Linked DNA regions of Mus musculus: region 2 is linked to region 1. The links are chromatin contacts, called in public promoter capture Hi-C maps. All regions are on one chromosome and are shown on one strand. The core of a region is the stretch at or near the end of the contact, and the rest is flanking DNA. Distances in the headings are between cores, read along the strand shown. Region 1 overlaps Ola1 (Obg-like ATPase 1). Region 2 overlaps Gm13707 (a long non-coding RNA gene).

Region 1 (3,358 bases), core at 508-3,007:
AGCTTGTATAAGACAAGATAGGAGATATTTCAAACATATATTTGTGCACATAATGGGGTGTGTGCCACTTTCTACAGAGCACATGTGGTCAGAAGACAACTATGTTAGTCAGGTTTCTTTCTCTCACCAAGCGGATTCTGGGGAATCAAGCTCAGACTGCCAGACTTGGGTGGCAAGTGCCTTTGTCTAATGAGCCACCTCACCACCCCATTTTATTTATGAGACAGTTTCTCGTGCAATGAGTGAGGCTGGTCTTTAACTCCTTATCTTCCTGCCTTGGCCTCTCAAGTACAGGCATCTGCCACCATGCCTGGCATCTGTGCATGTGTGTGCCAGGGGTATACATTCATGTGTGAGGGTGTTCATATATGTGTGTACATGTGCTAAGCAAGCACTCTACTATTAAGAACTATCCCTATCCACAGGAATGCTATTTTTGTGTCCTTCGTAGTGTTTTTCAACATATTTTATTAATTCTTTGATAACTCATACATTGTATTTTGATCATAGTTACCTTAACTGCTTTCAGATCAACCCCCAAAATTTTGTGTCTTTTTTTTTTTTTAATATAAATAACCCACCAAGTCACTTTGTATCATCAGTTTGGATCATCCACCAGAGCACAGTCAACCCGACAAGAGATAGACCATTAACTATAACCGGACTCTTCCTTCCCCAGAAGCTGTGAAATGTCAACATCACTTCACCTGGGGTGGGGGCTTGCGAGCCCTTCCATGCTCCATGCTGGAACACAGACTGGCTTCATCACGTGCGGGTCTTGTGCCACAGCTGCTGTGAGCTAATGAGTACAGCTTTCCTGTCATGTCCAGAAGACACTGCCTCACACCAGTCCTCTCTCCCAACCCAAGGAATATTTTATACCCATTTTCCATTTTCTTCTCTATCCTAACCCTCATGTACCTCATTAGCTACCTCTCCACTCTCTACCATGTATAAGTAGGAAATGAGCACAGGAAATAGGAGGTAAAGCACACCAAGGAAACTGGCAGTGCACATATCTTCCAGTCCCAAGTCAAACTGTTTTTACTCTTACTTGTTGATTGTGTCCCCAAATTCAGAAGGCAAGTGTAGGATCTTTCTTTCCTTCCTTCTCAAGAAAAGTCAAAGTTTATTAAAAGAAGACAATTGTATTAGAGTTTAAAAGAATACCCCTAAGGTAGGCAGCTGTGAATCTCAGCAGCTGCCTGGAGGAAGAGAACACAGGAGAGAAACAAAGACGTCACAGAAATCAGCTGCATGGCATAAAGAGGGGAGCGTCAGAGGAAGTAAGAAAGCCCAGAGTTTCAGTAAAGGCCTGCTTACAACAGAAATACAAAAAAGAAACATGCTCTTTTGATTTTTTATTTTATTCTAAAGTTCAGTAACAATATAAAATAGTTCATGTGCTTATTTTTAAACTGAGAACAGCATACTTAAGTGTTTCCTGAGAGCTATAAATGCTTACTTACATACTCGGGCTTCAGTTTCTTGTCGCCTCCCCTCACGGCCACCTTCTCTAGTTTGTCTAGAATGGGCCCAATCATCTCCTCGTCCTTCAGCTGGAGCTCCTCGTGAATTATCTCTATGTCTCGGATGGGATCTACACTTCCTTCAACATGCGTGATATCATCGTCTTCAAAAGCACCTACAATGAATGAAAAATGGATTCAATTAACAGATGATATAGAAGGTGATCGTAATCACAGTAACAGAGTGGAGGACTTTCAGACATTGCGCAAACTGCTACCGAGTTCTTAACTCTTCTCAAGCAGGCCATAGCACTTCTCTCCATCGGGTAATACTTAACAAATAACCACAGACATAGTAGTTCAAGAGCGTCAACATTTAAAAAACTGACAAGTAAAATAGGAAAACAAAATTTTATTCCAGAACTACTGGTTGCTCTCAAGTTTGGCATATAAGAGATACTGAATGCAAGGCACGAAAGCCTCAAGTTTTAAACTGCACTATTAGGGTTTCCAAGGGAAACCAGATTTGGGGGGGTGGGGGGCTCAAATCATCTGGCAGACCTCTTCTCTGCTTCAATCTACTTTATCACTGTGGTTCTGACGGTGATTAGATAATGAACCACTCAGACACACAATTTACACAGCAGCTAATTTCATCGGCCTGATTTGAGGGTATGGTTTTTAGGGGGCTATCAAAGAAGCAGATGAAGGTGCATTTGTCATATATGAGTGACAACCATTCACACTATCTGAACAAAATGGTACTGGCCCTTATTAGAAACACATGCTATTATCACATATTTAAAGTGCAGTTGAAGCCATAATTTCAAATTGCCAACTAGAAACATAAGGGTAAAACAACCAGATATTACTGAAGCATGTGTACTGACTTTATGCCCTTCTGAAGACATAATGTGGCAACATAATTCTATTGGGATTTACTCAAATTACCAGATAAAGAACAGTATCACATAAAAAAATGAATAAATGCTATGAAATATTATAAACAGAAAGCAGTGATACAGGTACAAAACAATAAACACTTATAAACAAATTAATTTCATAAAAATCATCTACTTGATTATATGACCTAAGAGGTATTTTAGACAGAAGCATTATAGAAATCATGAGTTAGTATAAATTTGATAAAGAAACAACAGCAAATATAGTTAATTTTTATGCAACATAGTCTAGGATATTCTTGTTATGAGTTATAAAGAGTTCTAAATTGCAACTGCCTAGTATTTTTAAAAGTCATTTTTAATACTAATGTCCACTGTTCAGTAGTAAGCCATAAAATATAGGTATTTAAATATTTAAGTGCTTTAAGTATTGAACTGGTATATTAGATGATGTCAAGTTCATATGAACAAAATAATCAAAAAACAAAAACAAAAACTAAGTCTCCTAAGTTGGTGTATTTCTTACTAAACACAACCGACACATAAGCCCCGCCCGCCCGCCCACCCACCCGCCCGAGGGAACAATGCTCTTTCTTGCCATGATTGACTTTACAAAGAGACAAGAGGGCAGCACATGCAGCACCCAGCTCAGAGACAGACGGCCCAGGCACACAGGAAGCCCTGGTTTGCTCTCCAAGAGTGCTTAAACTAGGTGTATTGGGACACACCAGCAACCTTAGTACTCATGGGGCAGAAATAAGAACATCAAAGGTTCAAGGTCATGTCTAAGGACACAGTAAAGAAGAACAAACTGTATCGTCCCGCAGAGTGAGAAGTACCCTGAACAGCTGTCTTTCTATAGAGGCTGACGGCTGCACTGACTCAACAGCACCCCAGAAAGCTGAGCACCCAGTATCGACAGCACGGGGGTGCAATAGGCACATGAGAGCATTTCCTACTTTACTGCAGGAAGAAGGAAATATTGGA
Region 2 (3,358 bases), core at 408-2,907, 270 kb after region 1:
GCTGTTTAGCTGCACTTCCTGTCTTTATGGAATAGCAGTATTTTTGAGTTTGAATCCCGGATCCACTTGGAGCAATTGTCTTGAGGCAAATTTAGGCCTTGATTTCTCAATCCTTTTTTCCCCTTTGTTTCGTTTCTTTTCTTTCTTTTTTAAAGACATTTTTGTTGATTTTTCGTGTGTGTGTGTGTGTGTGTGTGTGTGTGTGTGTGTGTGTGTGTGTATGTGTTGGTGGTGGGCACATGTGCCAAAAAACATCTGTGGAGGGCTGTGTTGGTTAATTCTTGTCAACTTAACACAAACTAGAGTCGCCTGGGAAGAAGGAACTTCCGTTGAGGCACTGCCTCCATCGGCATGGTCTGCGGGGATGTCTCTGGGAACTTTTCTTGATTGCTGATCGATGTGGGGGACCCAGCCTTGTGGGCAGTCTAACTCCAGACAGTCATTCCTAGGCTGCATGAGAAAGGCAGCTGAGCAAGCCATGGGGAGCAAGGCCTCCTCCAAGGCCTCTCTCTCCTTTAGTCTCTGCTCCTGGGCTGAGTCCTGCCTTGGCTTCCCTCAGTGAAGGACTGTGATTGGGGTGAGCAAACCAACCCTTTCCTCTCCAAGTTGTTCTTGGTTATGGGTTCATCACAGCAACAGAAAACCAAAAAACCAAACTAGATCATGGGTAGAAGACAACTTCTTTCCACCACGTGGTTTCCCTGAACCTTGGAGGCAAACACCTTTTCACATTGGCCTTAATTTATTTTTTCATTAAATGTGTGTGTGTGTGAGTGTGTGTGTGTGTGTGTGTGTGTGTGTGTGTGTGTGTGTGTGTGTTCAGATGGGCCATTTGAATGCCATTACAGAGGTCAGAGTAGGAGATCAGGTGTCTTCCTTTACTGCTGTCTCTGTTGTTGCTTTGAGACAGGGTCTCTCACTGAACTAGAAGCTCACAAACTAGTGAGCTAGGCTAGGCTGGCTGGCCACAGGCTCTCAGTATCCATCTGTCTCTGCCTATCAATACTGGGGTTATAGGCATGCACAACCACGCATGGCTTTTTATGTGAACGGTGAGGATTTGAACTCATATCCTCACGCTTGCACAGCAAGGGCTCTTAACCACTTAGCCACCTCTCCAGGCCTTGATTTTTCTATGTGTAAAGATACAAAGATTAGCAGTAATACATGTGATAATAATTTGTAGAGACACTAGTTTAAGTTTACAGTACATAACAGATGATAAATAGTGGTTATTACAGGAAAAATAACACACTATTGTTACTTAGATAAATAAATTAGGCAGAATTTTGATAGCATACTATTACTATACCATTACTACAGTGTTCAGTATTCCCTGGCCCTATGGTCTCATTTGGGGTCTTCTCAGGCCTTTGTCCCAAGAGCAAACCATTAGGGAACAAGCATAAGAGAAATTTCCCCTTTCATGTATACAGTCAACCCAACAGCCCCTGTGTTGATGGTGAAGAATATTCCAGAACCAAGGAGTAGCAAGGTTGTGCCTACTTGTTGAAATTTTCTTACATGTAGTTTCAACATACACTCTTGATACTTAGACTAACACTTACAAAATTATATATAGACGCCTTTTTATTCTTGAGGCTTCATGAATACCATTCTTTCCTAGTGTTGGATGGCGTGAATGGGCGAGTAAGCATATAAGAGCTTCCTGCTGCTCTTGGGTCTTCTCACGTGGCCTGTTGCTGCTTTGTTCTGGGACTGGACTATCAGAAGCAAACAACATCTTGACGCATGACGTTAACCTTACGTAAGACGGTAAACAGGAGCGGGGCGGGGTGCTCCCGGCTGAAGCTCTGACGTCCACGATGTGTATGCCAGGTGTTCAGCAGGCTTCTTATGCTGAAAATTTAAGCTAAGAACACCAGGCTTGTTTCCTCCAAGGGCCTCAAAGGTCAAATGTGTTTCCCTAGAGAGGTCACGTTGTGGTGGTGCTCAGATTCCAAAACAGTGTGGGCAGCTCAGTTGGCAAATTACCTTAGAGTGTTTCTGGTCGTGCTGGGAGGTGAGCACCTGGCTGTCTCCCATCTGCCAGCATCCTCACCACTCCTGGGAAACCAGTAACTTAGAAAAGCTTTTAAAACATTCTTTAAAGCTTAGTTTTGCTCCAGAAGCTAACAAGAATGATAACTGAATGACAGACTTGGGTGTCATGAGGCTCAAAGCTATGGCAGTTTAAGGAAAGCAATGAAGTGCTGTATAAAAATAGCTATCGCCGGGCAGTGGTGGCGCACGCCTTTAATCTCAGCACTTAGGAGGCAGAGGCAGGTGGATTTCTGAGTTCGAGGCCAGCCTGGTCTACAAAGTGAGTTCCAGGACAGCCAGGGCTATACAGAGAAACCCTGTCTCAAACAAACAAACAAAACAAAAAAACCCACCACTACCACCAACAAACAACAACAACAAATAGCTATCAAAGTCCTAGCCAGGTCTGGTTGGGGGTGCTCACTTCCTAGCAGGAGCAGGCAGATCTCTGTGAGTTTGAGGCCAGCCTGGTCTACATAGTGAGATCCCTCAGAAGAAAACCAATAAGGCCAACCCAAATCATAAAAACCTCCTTAATGAGTGGATTCCTCTTGCAGTGTGTGTGTGTGTGTGTGTGTGTGTGTGTGTGTGTGTGTGTGTGTCCTTAAAGCCTGAGTTTAAGAAAAATGTACCTGGGCACTAACAGAAGCAAGGTTCTAAGACGAAGGAATCTGTGTGATAATATTGATGGGTGGGATCTGAATCCTGGCCAGCAAGAGAACGGCAGCCATATGTTAAATGTAAGCCCCTGACTAGACATGGAGCAGCAGGTCTTCCAAGTGGGGCAGAGCAAGGCTGCAAGAATGATAAGAGAGACAGGAACACCGGTGACGTTAAAAATCTAGGGAGCCTCTGGTCAGCTGCACTATTTAGAGAACTGGGAACCCTTAAGTGGTGACGTTAAAAATCTAGGGAGCCTCTGGTTAGCTTGACTATTTAGAGAACTGGGAACCCTTAAGTTTACTTTTCAAATGAATCAAGACAACACCCTCCCCGCACACCACCAACTGGCCATCAAAAACCTTTCTATATAGTCTAGGCTTTTTTTTCCCTCCCAAATTTACCATAAGAGTAAAAAATTGATATAATTTATCCACTGAGATGACAAAAACAAAGGAATCAAATACATTACTCAATTGGGCGGGTTGATGGGCACTGGAATGTTTATTACTGTAGAGAGCCCCCTGCTGGCTAAGTGCAGTCACTCCATACCTGATGGCCTCTGCCCAGCACAGGGGAGGTCACCTCACTGACATGGTGATCTGCTCTTTTGTTGCCAGGAAGCTGGCACACACCCAGTGTTCACTAGAATCTT

What was found. Promoter capture Hi-C pulls out the DNA fragments that hold promoters and counts their contacts.
Region 2: a contact with region 1 is called in a promoter capture Hi-C map of the C10 cell line, with 3 times the contacts expected there. The contact joins two enhancer-like sites. A contact is called at or near these places in 10 of 39 promoter capture datasets (the 3T3-L1 cell line, the C10 cell line, the HPC-7 cell line and 5 more), 3 of 15 datasets of contacts at CTCF or cohesin (CD8 T cells, large pre-B cells and pro-B cells), 46 of 484 Hi-C or Micro-C datasets (B cells, the Ba/F3 cell line, CD4 T cells and 30 more), 2 of 115 datasets of contacts at active chromatin or transcription factors (large pre-B cells and microglia) and 1 of 9 other capture datasets (embryonic stem cells).

What each region holds. Positions count from the first base shown.
Region 1 is chr2:73,155,269-73,158,626 of GRCm38.p6, forward strand. Ola1 (Obg-like ATPase 1) reads right to left here. Exons shown (of 11, transcript NM_025942.2): 5 at 1,470-1,645. Among named protein-coding and RNA genes, the nearest start is that of Ola1, 57 kb to the right of the region's middle. Within about 2 kb of position 1,758, at least 14 of the 459 cell types and tissues checked have an H3K27ac peak or open chromatin away from gene starts, as enhancers often do.
Region 2 is chr2:73,424,249-73,427,606 of GRCm38.p6, forward strand. Gm13707 (a long non-coding RNA gene) reads left to right here. Exons shown (of 9, transcript XR_866430.3): 7 at 1,628-1,776. Among named protein-coding and RNA genes, the nearest start is that of Gm13707, 39 kb to the left of the region's middle. Within about 2 kb of position 1,658, at least 3 of the 459 cell types and tissues checked have an H3K27ac peak or open chromatin away from gene starts, as enhancers often do.